Regions from separate parts of the Mus musculus genome. Here region 2 is linked to region 1. The links are chromatin contacts, called in public Hi-C maps. All regions are on one chromosome and are shown on one strand. Each heading gives the region's core, a stretch centred on a gene start, on an enhancer-like site or on the middle of the called end of the contact. The rest is flanking DNA. Distances are from core to core; before and after follow the strand shown. Region 1 overlaps Slc39a14 (solute carrier family 39 (zinc transporter), member 14). Region 2 overlaps Piwil2 (piwi-like RNA-mediated gene silencing 2).

Region 1 (7,448 bases), core at 1,656-4,155:
GCTCCCCATTACCCCCCTACCACAGAGGGGAAAGTAGGTGAATTGTTCTTTTTGATGAGATTGCCAAATAGCTGCCATTCGGGCTCTTTCTTCTCAGGGATGTGGGGAAGAAAGGGACCTATCTCTGTCCTCCTCTTCTGTTTTGTGTTTTGGAGGCAGAGTCTCACTATGTAGCCCCAGCTGTGGAACTCAACTATGTAGACCAGGCTGACCTCGAACTCACAGAGACCTGCCCGCCTCTGCCTCCCAAGTGCATAAAGGCATATGTCGTTACACCCAGCAAACAAAGTGTCTGTTAAAAATGTTAAAGCCCAACAAAAGGTTAGAATTTCATTTTAGTTTGGGGGAGAGAACATTAACTGGGTTAAATCTAAAAACACTCTATCAGTCTAGTGAAGTAACACTTGGATTAAATGTAGAATTAATGTTTGTAGGCATCTGTTACACTATTACACTAAGCAAGGGACTCGTGCTAGAGAGAAGGCTCAGCGGTTAAGAGCCCTGGCTGCTCTTCCAGAGGATCCGGGTTCAATTCCCAGCACCCACATGGCAGCTCACATCTGTCTGTAATTCCAGTTTCAGGTGTTCCAACTTTCTCATACAGACAGACATGTAGACCAAATACCAAATGTACATAAGAATAAATAAATCTGAGAGAGAGACAGATAGACAGACAGACAGAACTCTTGAAGGCCAGGTCAGAGATTTTTCAGTAACTACCATGTCAGATTCCTCCTGCTCCTTTGGCATTACTAGGAAACGTAGCTGGGTTCTTGGCCCCCGAAGTTTCCTGTGCAGTGGTCCAGATTCAGACAAGCTCTCCAGACCTTCCTAGAAGGGGTGGGTGGGGTCTCTTACAAATAGTGTCACATGTTGTTAAAAAAAAACTCCCTGTGTGCACTCTGTCCCACCCAGTTCCATCCTGAGAATCCCCTGAAGGTTTTCTACCGACCTTCTGGCTCAGGGGCCTTTGGGTTGTCCACAGGCTTTTTGATGAAGGATGCTTCTATAAGTAATTGTGTGTTGTATATATGTGCACTGGTGTATGCATTTGCACGTACCTGTGTATGGAGGCCAGAAGGCAGCCTGGGGTGTTATTCAGGTGTTGCCCACTCTTTTTGGAAACAATTTTATTTACTTTTAATTATGTGTACATGTGTGTATGTAAGTGTGAGTGTGGCAGCCAGAAGAAGGTGCTAGACACCCCGGAGCTTGAGTGATGAGCAGTTTCATCCTGTCAGTGTGGATCCTGGGGTCAGAATTCTGTTCCTCTGCAAAGCAAAATACACCCCTAACCATTAGGTCATTCCTCCAGACTTCACTTTTTCTTTTTGAAAAGGCGTCTCTCAAGTAGTCTAGGCTTGGTGGCCAGTGAGCCTCGAACCCACCTGTCTCCTCCTCTGTAGCACATACCTCTATATCCGACTGTTTTTTACTCTTGTTCTGGGTGTAGAATTCAGGTTTTTATGCTTTCAAGGCAAACATTTACCACCTAGGCTGTCTCTCCAGCACCTAGAACTATCTTCATGTCTGTTTCTTTCATCTCTGTATCTGAAAGTTTCCCAGATTGGAGCTAGGGTTCGTGTTAGCTGGAAAGAGTAAGCCTTTAAGTCTGGCTAGAATGTTGATCCTTTTTTAATAGGCAGGCAGTTTGTGAGAGGCTGGGGAGGGAGTGCTGGGGAACTCAGTTTTGCACATATTGCCTGGAGATGGCAGTGTGTCAGCAGGTTTGCTCATGTGGCCTCGATCTATACGGCATGTGCCGATCTGTGGCTCTGTGTGGGATGAACCAGAAGCCTGCTTGGCTTCGAGGTAGGAATCCATCTGTGCTTGAACTTCTCAACTTCTCTGCAGTGGTCAGGCCAGGACGGAGATGGGCAAATCAGGAAGATGCTGGGGCCTTCACCATCTCCCCTTGCCCCTTTCAACACAGGGAGCTTCTAGAAGATGCTCCTGTGCTGCTTCTCTTGTCCCTGATAGCCTTACCCAATGCGCTTCCATGATGAAGTCCCTAGGCCTTATAGAAATGCCTGGGGAGGGAAGGGTTATAACAGAAGGCTGTGCCAAACACCCCCCCTGTTAAGAAACAATCAAGGCAGTTAACCTGATTAAAATGTAAGCCTGTCTGTCATTCTAAGTGCCTGGACCCTGAGACAAAGAGGAAGGAAAGAATGGGCCTGGGTTGGGTGAGGCAGTGCTGGGGAGGACCAAAATGGAGTGGAGACCTATTTCTGAAGGACCTCCTCGTTCCTCTCCTGGACCCTCCTCACCTTAGAGCTGGGTGAGCATGTACATGCTAGCTCTCTGCCAGCTCCGGCACGATTTTGAGTCCAGAGTGATGGGGATAAGAAGGTGCAGGGGTGACATGGGTGGCGGGCGGCGGTGGCGGAGTGTGTGTGTGTGTGTGTGTGTGTGTGTGTGTGTGTGTGTGTGTGTGAGTGAGAGAGGAAGTCAGGCAAGGAAACGAGGAGGAAGAGTCCTAGTGGCTAAAGCTGAGTTAGGGTCAGTAGGCTGGGTTGGGACCTCAGGAAGCAAGATGCTCCGGTTTGTGGTCACACAGTGAGAAGGCAGAGGATGTGGGAAAGCCTTGCAGCTTAGTAATCAGTGACTCACTGACTGGCTGTATGTACCCTTGGCCAAAGAGCATGCTATGTAAGAGGAGAAGGTTTAGGATTGGTGTCATTTCTGTCTGTCCCTTCTGCTGCCTGCTTCCCCAACTTGGAAATAGGTGTTTATTTTTCTTTACTTTTTGTTTGTTTGTTTGTTTTTTAGTAATCCTCTTTTTTCATGAGTGCAGGGTGTCCAGGTGCCCTGCAGGAAGTAGTGATCAGTCAGGAAGGTTAGATACTGGTAGAAAGAGCCACGTGGTCCCTTTTATTGCCCCTTTGGTTTTCATGGAAGTGGAGTGGCAAGCCTCAGGCTTTAGTGTGCAGGAACATTGCCAGAGCTCCCAAGTAAAACCCACAGTCCTGGGCCAACCTGGTTTCTGGTTTGCCTGGAGGTACAGAGAATTTGCCCTTCCAGCAGGTTCTCAGGTGAACCTGAAGATTGTACACATAAAGAATGACTTCCTTCAAATAGTGGCCTATGCCAGGGTGTCTCATGGAGACTGGCCAGCTAGAGCCTTTGAGGAGGTCTTGGGCTTGAACTGGCTTGCAAGAGGACTGGAAGGGCTGGGGGAGAAGGGGCGCTGGGGCGGATAGTCTCGGCCATTCACCAAGCAGTGTAGCCAAAGGCCCTTGGGGTATGTTTTACTGCAAAGCTAAAGTACACATTTCTTAAATTACCTGCCCACTGAAGCAGGAATGTTGAGCAGATGTGTCTTAGCCTGAATGTTGGGGTGGTCTCTTTTCTAATTCTGCTTGCAGAATTCTGAGGTCTGCATAATCCAGCCTGGGTTGCGGTTGAGCCTGAGTCCAACACAAAGAACTCTTGCCCTTAAGACCCAACTGGTTCTCTGTTTTCACTTGGATGTCTGTCTGTGAGAGCCTGCTGCTGTTTAATCTCCTGCTCCTCATCTGCCTGCCTCCCTGCCCGTTCATTCTCCAGGATGCAGCCAAGAATGCAAATGCCAGGCCTAGTAGCTCATGCCTGTACTCCCAGCTCTTTGGTTAGTTGTGGCAGGAGGATTGCCAGGAGTTTTAGGTTGGCCTAGGCTACCTAGTGAGTTCCAAGCCAACCTGAACTGTAGTGTTCGACTACAAATAAACAAATCAATCAATCAATCAATCAATCAAACAAACAAACAAACAAACAAACAAACAAACAGAAGTAGGTACCAGGGGGTTACCTCAATGGCGGCACACTTGCCTCCAGTGTTTGAGGCTGGGTTTGATTTGCACCACAATTGAACCATATGTTTTCTTGAACCTTTCAAGGCCTGTTGTCTGTAGCCTCTAATGCTATCCCCTGTGTGATTTCTTGTGTGTCTTAGTCACTGTGGACTTCAAGTAGATGTTCCCTCTCTACTAGTTTCTATGGATAGAGTGTTCCATCCCCCCACCCCCTCCACTAGCTTGTTTTTACATGTTCTAGGGGTCTGAACTTTCCTTTAGGGGAGCTCTCTTGGCCACCTCTGACACCAGGTTGATTGTTCTGTTTTCCAACATTTGTCTGTGGTGGTGGGAGGGCACACACTCACTTGTTCCCTGATGTCTGTTAATGGAATTGGTAGCTTACTCTTAGTGGTCCTGTCCTGTGTATTATGCACTTCATTTGGAAAATAAATTATGGTTCAGCCTACTAAGGGTAGAGAAACAAAAATACACATTCCTGGGGCTGGAGAGATGCCTCAGTGTTAACGGCACCAACTGCTCCTTCAGAGGACCTGAGTCTCATTCACAGCACTTACATGGTAGCCTACAACCCATCTGTATCTCCAGTCCCATGGCAACAGATGCCTTCTTTTGGCCTCTGCAGGCACTGTGTACACACACACACACATTTTTGGCCTAGAAGTGTAGCTTACTGGTAGCCTCCCACTTCCCAGCAGCTCCTCAGTGCTAACGCCCCAGGGTGCATCACTCTTCCCAGGCCCTTTGATTCACTGTTCCCCAGCTCTGTGTCCCTCTGGTACTCTCCATGGTCCCACACAAATACGGTGAGTACATGGTACCACAGTGTCTCTCTGTGGCCCTCATGCAAGAGCACCAACATGCATGACTCTCTAGGTTAGGGCTTAGGTGTACTGCACAAGAAAACAAAAACAGACTGTACTCTGACATCCTGTGCTGCTCAAATTCCCAGTGTGACTCAGATTGTGCCAGTTAGATGGGTTCATTGCTTGTGCAACTGTTTCGTGGGAAGAGGCTGGGCCTTCTCTTCTTCAGGATACACTGAGGACATCTGTTTTGCTGGAATGGTTCGCTGGCAGGGATGTCTTTATGCCACAACCGCCTGAGTAGCAACCCCTTGCAGCATAGTTCAGCAACAGGATCTCTGGAGTAGGCCCTGGGATCTCAGCCTGTTTCTTCATCTCTTCCAGTGTGTCTCCAGGCTACTTAATATCCAGAGTGGAAACTGTTGGCTCAGTTTGACCAGGTAAACCTTGAGCTGCACATTAGCCTTGGCCTCACCATCCTGGTAAGTTTCTTGTGTGGGCTTTACTCTCCCAGTCCTGGGAGGGAAGGTACCCAGTGTCATTAGCATCTCAGGGACTCACCTTATTCTTGGTGACTGGCAGGAAGTGACATTTCTTGAGTGAATGAACTCTTGGACTAAGGTAGATTTTAGTTGCCATTGCTTTTATTTCTTTCTTATTTACGGAGACAATGTCATGTAGCCCTGACTTGCTATATAGCTAAGCTTGAACATGGACTCATTTTCCTTCTCTTCTGGGAGCTGGCATGTGCTGGGCAGGGACTGGCTTTTAGTTTTGGTAGGTATAAGCTGGCTTTTAGTTTATTCAACATACGTGAAGTACCCAGGGTGATGATGCCTACCCATAATCCTAGTCCTTAGTAGGATTGTCATGAGTTCAAGGCCAGCCTGGGCTACATGTTCAGGCCTTCGAGAGTTAGATGATAGCAAAATCCATTCTGGAAATAATAGACAAGACAAAAATGTGTTTGTACATTTGTGCGCTCTCTCTCTCTCTCTCTCTCTCTGTATGCACAATAAGAGAATAGTTTAGAGAAAGGAACAATAGATGGTCCTAACATTTACTGACATAGATTGTCTGTAGAAGATGTTGTTGGTCTGTAGGGGCCTTGTAGACTTTAGTTAGATGGGAAGTTAAACCTCTCATCTTTGATCAGAAATTCTTTACACATGGCCCCTTGTGTGCTCAGCCCTGTACTAGGCTTGCGTTGACAAAGGGATACTAGAGGACCCTCTTCGCCTTTTAGAAACAAAAATCTAGTTAAGCAGGCTTGTTGGAAGACCAAGAAGTTTAGTATTCAAAATGGTTGAGGAGCTCAGAGTGACCCGAGGCTCCCAGGAAGAGAATGCAATGGAAATGCCCGTGAGAAAAAGCATGTGAGGTGGAGGGAGTTGCCAGGCCTTGCTTTTCTATTTGACTCTGATGACAAGCTGGAAGTGTCTCCTTAAGCAGTGATGTAAGTGATGGGTGTGAGTGAGCACCACATTGCTCAGGCCACACGTGGGACACTGGTCTGGCAAACAGTAGTGAACTCAGAGGGACAACAGGCCACACTTTTGCAATCTGGGAAATGTTGAGGGATGAGAACCGGGGCAACTCTCACCAGGCTCTGGTGGGAAGAGCTGGCTTCCTGCCTTGGACCACTTCCTTGTCTTTCCCAGCCTGAGGACATTTTAGAAGTTCTGGCCCAGATTCCTGGTGGGCCCTGAGCCCTGAAGTCTGCTTTTCTCCCCTCTTGTCTGGTTCCAACCCTGGGCTTGGCTGTCATTAGACTCATTCCAGGCCCAGCTTGGGGCTAAGTAAGCCTTCCTGGTCAGTTTATGCTGGCTGCCCCAGGCCCTTCTCACCAGTCTCTGGCCTGATGACCCCCTCTCCACGGTGCTGACGCACAGTGAGGGAGATCAGCAGATATTTGTGTGGTGAGCTCAAGGCTGCTGGTTCTGATTCTGGTCCCTGCTCCTGGGTTACCATTGACCTTTTTTTCCTTTTTAATGGTCTTCCATTCTTCCTGTTTTAGCAGCCTGAGATTTCTTGGGGTGAATGAGTGGGCCCCTGTCACTCCTGTGCTGTCTGGATGTTGCCTACCCTGGGTAGCCTTTGGGATGCCATAGCTTGAGGCTCAGGTTCTGGAACAGGAAGTAGGAAAACTGTAAAGTGGTTTGATGGGGGGGGGGGGGAATGGAATAATACAATCCTTGAATGCCTGGAGCCGAGAATGAGAATGAGGCTGTATTCCATCTGTACTCAGTTCAACTCCAGTTGTTCATTGGCTCTTGCCTTGAGTGAAGAAAGGCCAAAGATAGCTTGCCTTGGGTGGGTAAGGCCTCTGGACCATGCTCATTCAATGAATGGGTAGGGACTGAGATGAGATAGTTATTCTCTTTTTGCTAGTTTCAAACAGGATCTTCCTTTGCTGCCTAGGCTGCCCTTGAACTTGAAGTAATCCTCCTGCTTCAGCTTTCTGAGGGCTGAGATTGTGGGTGTACAGCACCCCAGGAACCACCACCCCTATGTGATTCGGGTTCAGTCCTACAGCCTACATTCTTAGCCTTTTGTGGGGTGGGGTGGGGAGGCAGGGCCTGTTTGGGGGAAGTGGAGGTGAGACAGGATCTCTTGAGAGGCTAGCCTCTATATATGAAATGACTAAGGCTGGCCTAAACTCCTGACTACCTAAACTACCTCTGCCTCCCAGATGCTTGGAATTACAGGCATGTGCCACTTTACTTGTGTCCTACTATAGGGTCCTACTACAGTACCTAGGCTGTCTATGAACTTACTCTCTAGCCCAAGCAGGGCCTGAACTGAAGATCCTCTTGCCTCTGGCCACTTGAATAGCTGGGACCGATCA
Region 2 (7,448 bases), core at 3,027-5,526, 69 kb before region 1:
CAACAGCTTTAACTTGTGTAACCTCTGGTCAGCGTGGCCCCTCACTCCCTAGGATGGAATGTTGACTGCTCAATCTCCTGCAGGTTTCTCTGTCGTCTCTTCAAATACTAGTTCTCTGTTCCTTTCTGTACATTTTAGGATTCTCATTGGGATACTTTTCTTCTTGCCTGACGTATAGTATTCCATTTGGTTTAGAATTTACTGATGGCAGTTTAGATGTTTATCTAAAACTATCATTCTGCTTTTTAAACTAAAGTTTGTAATTGGTAGATATATTCTTCTAATGGTTTGTCTATATTTCATTGTCTTCTAGCTTATATTGTTAGTATTCACAAATCAGCTGCCCATGTTACAATTATCATTTTTTTAAAAATTGTCCTTAAATTTTGTCTTTTTCAAAGTTTTATATAGTTTATCTAGTTATAGTCTATGTTAAAGAATAAATTGGGACACCTGTTTAGAATAGTAAAGTAGACTTTGTGAGGACCATTGGTGGGGACCACTGTGATGGTGGGAGGGATGGACTTAAAGACTGGTCACTGTGTTAGGTGGCCGTTCACTATGTTGCCTAGGCTGGTCCAAACTCCTAGCTGGGCTGAAGCAATCCTGCATACAGGCTTACACTTAACATGTCCACTTGGGCAGTGTAAATCTATAAAACATTAGCAGTGTTGGGAGACTAGAAGGGAGCTCCTAACAGGGACACAGCATGTGGAGGGATTGTAGCCAAGGAGACTGAAGAGGATCACCTGGGGGGATGACGGGAATGAAGGCTGATCAGATCTGGAAGGCAATCAAATATCAAGTGTGGAATTCTGGCTAGACTGACTCAGTAGGATTCTTGCTGAAATGGGTGAGTGTGGTGGGTGGTGAGAGAAGCCTGGTTAAGAAGAACCCAGCTAAGAGTTGGCCAAGGAGAGGCTCTTCCTTACATCTGATAATGGTACTCTGCAGTCCTCTCTGCTTGAGTGTGGGCTGGACTCCCACACATCTCAAAGAATAAAATATGTGGGAGGTAGAGTATGAGAAGACTGCTTTCTGTCTAGGGTGTGCTCTCTTACTGTCCCTTGGGTCACCCACCTAAGGGAAGCCAGAGGCCATGTTATGGGGCAGCCTTTAGAGTGGCTCACTTAAGTGATCTTAGTAACACATCTTGTTTAGGTTCAACCTTGAGGTGGCTGCAGCGGGGCTGAAAACCTTGCCTGCAGCCTTGTCAGAGTTGCCTTAATTCCTGACCCACAAAAACCTGAAATAAGCTGCACAGTGGTGGTGCACGCCTTTAATCCCAGCACTTGGGAGGCGGAGACAGGCAGATTTCTGAGTTCCAGGCCAGCCTGGTCTACAGAGTTAAGTTCCAGGATAGCCAGGGCTACACAGAGAAACCCTGTCTCGAAAAACCAAAAGCCAACAAACAAAAAACCCAACCTGAGATAATAAGCATATGTCTAGTCTATTATTGTTATTATTATTATGACTGTGGAGACAGAACTTAAGGCCTCATGCATGTTAGGCTATCATCCCCACACTAAGCTACATTCCTGCTTGTATATGATTTTTCACACATCTCTTTATTTGTGTGTATGTATATGTGTATGTGTGAAGGTTAGCGGACAGTTTGAAGGAGTAGATTTTCTCCCTCCACCTTCCAGATCCAGGAATCAAACTCAAGTCTTTGGATTTGGCAGCAAGTGCCTTAACCCACTGAGCCATCTAGCTAACCCCAGTGTGACCTTATTAAACAGCTTTATTGAGATACAAACTAAAATATACTCATTTGGAGGGTGCTGTTCTGTGGCTGTTAGCTTATCCATGGTGTATGCTGTACATTATCACTGCAGTCAGTTGTAGGACATTTTCATCCCTGCAGAGAGAAGCGAAGCCCATACCCTTGGACATTAGTTTCCTTCTTTGCCCTCAGACCTAGAGAAACCATCAGTCTGGTTGTGTGTGTGTGTGTGTGTGTGTGTGTGTGTGTGTGTTGTTCCACCCCTTCCTCTCTTCCTATTTTTTTTCATTGTTTAAGATAAGATCTTGCTGGCTTATTCATGTTGGCCTCAAATTTGTAATCCTTTTACCTAACCAATCTGTTTTCTAACTATTTCAAACATTCCATATGAAAAACAACCTTTGTATAATATTCTGTGTCTTGGTATGCTTTCAAGATATATCCAGGTTATATGCATGATACAGAGTTCCTTTTTGCATTGGAACAATACTCCAGCATATTGATATACTATATTTTTCTTTTAAAAGATATTTATTTTTATTTTACTATGTTTGTATAAGTATATGCTGTGTATGTGTGCCAATGGAAGTCAGAAGAAGATGCCAGGTCCCCTGAACCTGGAGGTACAGGAGATTGTCAACCATGTCACTGTCAACCATGGATGCTAATCTCTGGTACTCTGGAAAAGCAGCAAGTGATCTTAACCACTGAACTCTCTCTTTCTTTTTAAAAGTGATATTAAAATGTTTTATTTGTGTGTGTGTGTGTGTGTGTGTGTGTGTGTGTGTGTGTGTGTGGATGTGTTTGCTGCTTGGGTCAGAGGACAACTTTGTGAAGTTTGCTCTCTCTCCCACCTTTTCGTGAGTCCCAGGGATCAAGCTCATGTTGATAGGCTGGGTAGCAAGAGCCCTTCTCTTCTAAGCCACTTTGCTGACCTTGCCATATTTATTACTCAGCTGTTTGAGGGATACTTTGTAGTGTTCACTGTTTGCCTGTGCACTTCATGTCCAGATAGATTTTGGTGTGTGTATTGCCATTTCTGTGAGCTCTATTTTTATCCTTTACTTAACCCAAGGACAGCTTGGCACTTCTCGTGTTCCCAACAGAGGTGTGTGAAGGCTCCAGTTCACCTGCAGCCTCACTTGCTGGCATCTGTTTCTATTATAACCACCTTTGCATGTAAAATGAGTAACTGTGGCTTCGATTGCATTTCTCTCATGACTCATGATACTGAGCAGTTTTCTCTGCACCTTTTAGCCATTTGAATATCTTTGTGAAATATTTAGATCTTTGATCCACTTTTAAAATGCATTTTTAAAAGTATTTATTTTATTTCACATGCATTGTTGCTTTTCCTGCATGTCTGTCTGTCTGTATGAGGGTGTCAGATCCTAGAACTGGACTTACAGACAACTGTGATCTTCCATGTGGATGGTGGGGATTGAACCTGAATCCTCTGCAAGAGCAGCCAGTGTACTTAACTGCTGAGCAATCTCTCCAGCCTCTAAAATATATTATTTAATTGTAAAATTTTTGTATTTTAGATACAGATATCTTGTCAAGTACATAATTTGAGATACTTTCATATGAATTGTCTTCCCTGTCTTAGTTAGGGTTTCTATTTCTGTGATGAAACATAAAAGCAACTTAAGGAGGAAAGGGTTTATTCAGTTTATTCTTCAGTCAGCATCTCTATTTACCATCAAAGAAAGACTGGACAGAAACTCACACAGGGCAGGAGTCTGGAGGCAGAGCTGATGCAGAGGCCGTGGAGGGTGCTGTTTACTGTCTTGCTACCCATGGCTTGCTCAGCCTGCTTTCTCATAGAACCCAGGACCACTAACCCAAGAATGGCCCCACTCATAGTGGGTTGGGCTCTTTCCTATAAATCATTAATTAAGAAATTGCCTTGTAGATAACTCTAGTTGTGTCTCGAGTTGACGTGAGACTAGCCAGCACATTTCCTCCCTCCCTTTCTTCCTTCTTTCCTTTTCTCTCTCTCTCTCTTTTTTCTTTCTTGCTGAGACAGGGTCTTGTTATGTAGTTCAGGCTGGTCAGGAATTTACTGTGTAGACAATGCTGGCCTCAAACTCACAGAGTCACTCACCCTACTTTAGTTTGATGTAAGAAACTTATTACAACAATAATTCAAAGTTCACCAGAGGTACCCACAAATCCCTTTGCCCCATATGCACATCCTCAAAGAAGGGCTTCTGTGTGAGCCAGAGCAGCCTTACAGAATCATAAGATACAGATGGCCTTTCTCGGAACTATTCAGTAATGTTGCTTTAGGCCTCCCACGTGTGGTTTGATTTGTGATTTAAAAGAGAAGTTATGGACATGTTACAAAACTTTTCCCTGTTGTATTTGGAGGTCATGAAAATTTAATTAAAATCTCTAAAATTTTATTTTATGTGTATGGGTGTTTTGCCTGTGTATATATCTGTGCACCATGTTGAATGCCTTGAGGCCAGATGATGGTGTCAGGTCCCCTGGAATTTGAGTGACAGATGGTTTTGAACCCCTACCCCTAGATGGGGCTGGGACTTTAACCTAGGTCCTCTGTAAGGCCAATCTGTGCCCTACACCACTGTAAGGCCAATCTGTGCCCTACACCACTGAGCTTTCTTGCTAGCCTGGATCTTTTTTTTAAAACAATGCAAGTGACTTTCCTTTGGGAGACCTCAGTTAAAAACAAACAACAGTTGAGTTGAGTGTGGTGGCACAGGCCTTTGATCACAGGACTCCTGAGGTAGATAGAGGTAGACAGATCTCTGTGAGTTCAAGTCCATCCTGGTCTCATAGTAAGCTCCAAACCAGTCAAGGCTACGTCACTGAGACCATGTTTCAAAAAGAGGAAGTGAGTTGGGGTTGACTGGAGAGATGATACAGCAGTTAAGAACACTTCCTGTTCTTTTAAATGAACTGAGTGCGAGTGCCGTGCGTTCCAGCACCCACATCAGATAGCTCACAAGCTCCTGTAGCTCCAGCTCCGGGGGACCCGATGCCTCTGGCCTCCTTGGGCACTTGCACTCACGTGTGCATACAGGCATACACACCGCATTGAACATAATTAAAGTAATAAAAATAAATCCTAAAAAACGATCATTGGTTCATGAGATGAGTATAGCTAATGAGGGGTAAAAGATGAGATCCAACCCTTGGGTCCTTACTTCAGTTTCTGGAGCCCCGTCCCTCTCTTAGGAGCCTGAGGGTATGGATGCCAACCAGAGTCTCTTACCTCTTCCCAAAGGCATGCTATCTACCAGCAGAACAAGGAGCACTTCCAGGACGAGTGCAGCAAGCTTCTGGTTGGCAGCATTGTCATCACGCGCTACAACAATCGTACCTACCGAATCGATGATGTGGACTGGAACAAGACCCCTAAAGACAGCTTTGTCATGTCGGACGGGAAGGAAATCACATTCCTGGAATACTACAGGTACAGATGAGAGACTGCACTTGGTCTGAGGGTAGGGGTGGGACGTGCTCTCCAGGCTCTGGGTAGTGAGTACAGTTAAGGATGAGGTACCTGACACTGTACAGCTCTGTAAACTGGTAATAAAAACATCTGAGACCACATGAGCTTATTTGTGAGTCTGGCCTGTATGTGTTGGTACTTTTGGCAATTATTACATAAGTGATTTTGGGGGTATCCGTTGTATTTTTCTTGTTGGTTTTGTCTGGGGAGAGAATTGAAGTTCTCATCTTTAATCATTAGACTTTTATTTCTAAATCCTTTAGCTTGATGCACTTTCCACAAGCTTCTCTCCTGGGCTGTACATATAGCCTTTGTTCTCTGTCCATCAGCAAGAAAGCTGTAGCCTGCATTTCCCACTTACATATACTGTGATTAGTGTCTGATGGATTCTCAGTGAGGGGACTGTGCAAATTGTAAGCTGCAGTAGCACTGAAGAGGGCTGGAGGGGTTGTTGTAGGAGTGGTGACACTCTCTTGCTCTGTCCTGCTTTAGCAAAAACTATGGGATCACAGTCAAGGAAGATGACCAGCCGCTGCTGATCCACCGGCCCAGTGAGAGACAGAATAACCATGGCATGGTGAGTGGCTACCCTCCCAGCGGTCCTCCTCCGTACTGCTGCCCTGGCTATGTGTGCGCTCATCCGCTTATACAGTGTGCTGTGTTGGAACACATTGGGCATGGTTGTATTTTCCCTGTACTCAGAGTTGCCAGGAGGAGATAAATACCTCCACGAACAATTTGGGTTAAAGACATAAAGAGAGTTCCTTGTATCTAAAGATTAAAAACTCTGGAGCCTGGGGAGATGGTAGAGTGGTTAAGAACACTGGCTACTCTTCCAAAGGACCTGGGTTCCATTCTCATCACCCACATGGCAGCTCACAACTGTCCCTCCAGTTCCAAGGGAGCTTGGGCCTTTTCTGGCCCTCTGTGGACAACAGATACATATATACATGCAGGTAAAACACTCTTACATATACAAAAAAAGTAAAACTCTGACATGAATGTGAAAGCACACGCCTACAATCCTAGTACTTTAGGAGGCAGAGGCGTGTTGATCTCAGAGGTCGAGCTTAGCCTAATCTATGTAGCAAGTTCCAGGCCAGTCAGCGCTAAGTAGTGAGACATCACCTCAAAAAAAAAAAAAAAAAAAAAAAAGTTTGTGGGGGCTGGGAAGATTGCGCAGTGGCTAAGAGCACTGACTGCTCTTCCTGAGGATCTGAGCTTGATTTCCAGCATCCACATTAGGAGACTTGCAACTGCATATAACCCGGGCTCTAGAGACTGACACTTTTGGCCTCTGGGCACTGCATTCATGTGCATATACCATCCTCCCTGCCCCCTAACACACACACAATTAAAATAATAAAAATAAATCTTAAAAAACAAAAATCTATAGATTCAAAAGAGAGGTGTAGACATTTAGCAGGAGAAGGGCCCAGAGAATTGCCTTGATACCACACTTGGTCTCTCTTTTTTTAGTAAAAAACTTTAGATTTCTTATTTTATGTATATGAATGCTTTGCTTGCATGTATATCTATCTACAATATGCGTTCCTGGTGCCCACGAAGGTCAGAAAAAAGTGTCTGAGCTCCTGAAACTGGGTTTTGAGCCATTATGTGGGCTCTGTGAGCCAAACCCCATTTCTCTTAAAGAGCGACCATGTTTCTAACTGCTGAGCCATGTCTCTAGCCAGCACCTCTTCTTGGCCTTTCCCTCAGTCTCTGCTCCATCCCCTGTCCCTGCATTTCTCGTAAACAGGATACATTTTGGGTGGAAGTTTTGTGGGTAGGTTGGTATGGCTCCACTAGGGTTCCTGCCTGGCTACTTGAGGTGGTCTCTTCAGGTTTCCTATCCCCAATTCTGTGAGTCACAGCTAAGGTCACCCCATTGATCCTTGGGTGCCTCCCTTATCCCAGGTCTCAGGTATATCCTCGAGATGCCCCCCACCCCTCTGTCTCATTAGTTGCAGGTCTTTCTCTCTTCTTGTGAGAGCCTCCCTCCTTGTGACAGAGAACATGGAGGGCAGAATACACACAGTGTTTCCTGTCCTATTGTCCTCTCTCTTGGGGTTTCATAAAAGTTTCTCAGTGGCAGGTTTATTACTACAGACCTCACCCATCTTGACTGGGCCCTGGGATCACTCACTTTCTCTCTGTTTTCTTGACTAAGTTGCTGAAGGGCGAGATCCTGCTGCTGCCCGAGCTCTCCTTCATGACGGGGATCCCTGAGAAGATGAAGAA

Evidence for each region. A called contact is a pair of places that touch in the nucleus more often than the background predicts.
Region 2: a contact with region 1 is called in a Hi-C map of bone marrow-derived macrophages, with 44 read pairs. The contact joins two enhancer-like sites. A contact is called at or near these places in 5 of 39 promoter capture datasets (the C10 cell line, cranial neural crest, liver and 1 more), 2 of 15 datasets of contacts at CTCF or cohesin (CD8 T cells and pro-B cells), 35 of 484 Hi-C or Micro-C datasets (3T3-L1-derived adipocytes, the 63-12 cell line, B cells and 26 more), 11 of 115 datasets of contacts at active chromatin or transcription factors (bone marrow-derived dendritic cells, bone marrow-derived macrophages, double positive thymocytes and 8 more) and 5 of 9 other capture datasets (adipose tissue, embryonic stem cells, liver and 2 more).

What each region holds. Positions count from the first base shown.
Region 1 is chr14:70,328,903-70,336,350 of GRCm38.p6, reverse strand. It overlaps Slc39a14 (solute carrier family 39 (zinc transporter), member 14), which reads left to right. Exons shown (of 10, transcript NM_144808.4): 2 at 4,985-5,082. Among named protein-coding and RNA genes, the nearest start is that of Slc39a14, 19 kb to the left of the region's middle. Within about 2 kb of position 2,905, at least 184 of the 459 cell types and tissues checked have an H3K27ac peak or open chromatin away from gene starts, as enhancers often do. A contact at or near this core is called in the 63-12 cell line, the BV-2 cell line, CD8 T cells and 9 more, where this site is marked.
Region 2 is chr14:70,399,754-70,407,201 of GRCm38.p6, reverse strand. Piwil2 (piwi-like RNA-mediated gene silencing 2) reads left to right here. Exons shown (of 23, transcript NM_021308.2): 11 at 4,980-5,168; 12 at 5,700-5,784; 13 at 7,378-7,448. Among named protein-coding and RNA genes, the nearest start is that of Gm24890, 25 kb to the left of the region's middle. Within about 2 kb of position 4,276, at least 100 of the 459 cell types and tissues checked have an H3K27ac peak or open chromatin away from gene starts, as enhancers often do. A contact at or near this core is called in the 63-12 cell line, the BV-2 cell line, CD8 T cells and 9 more, where this site is marked.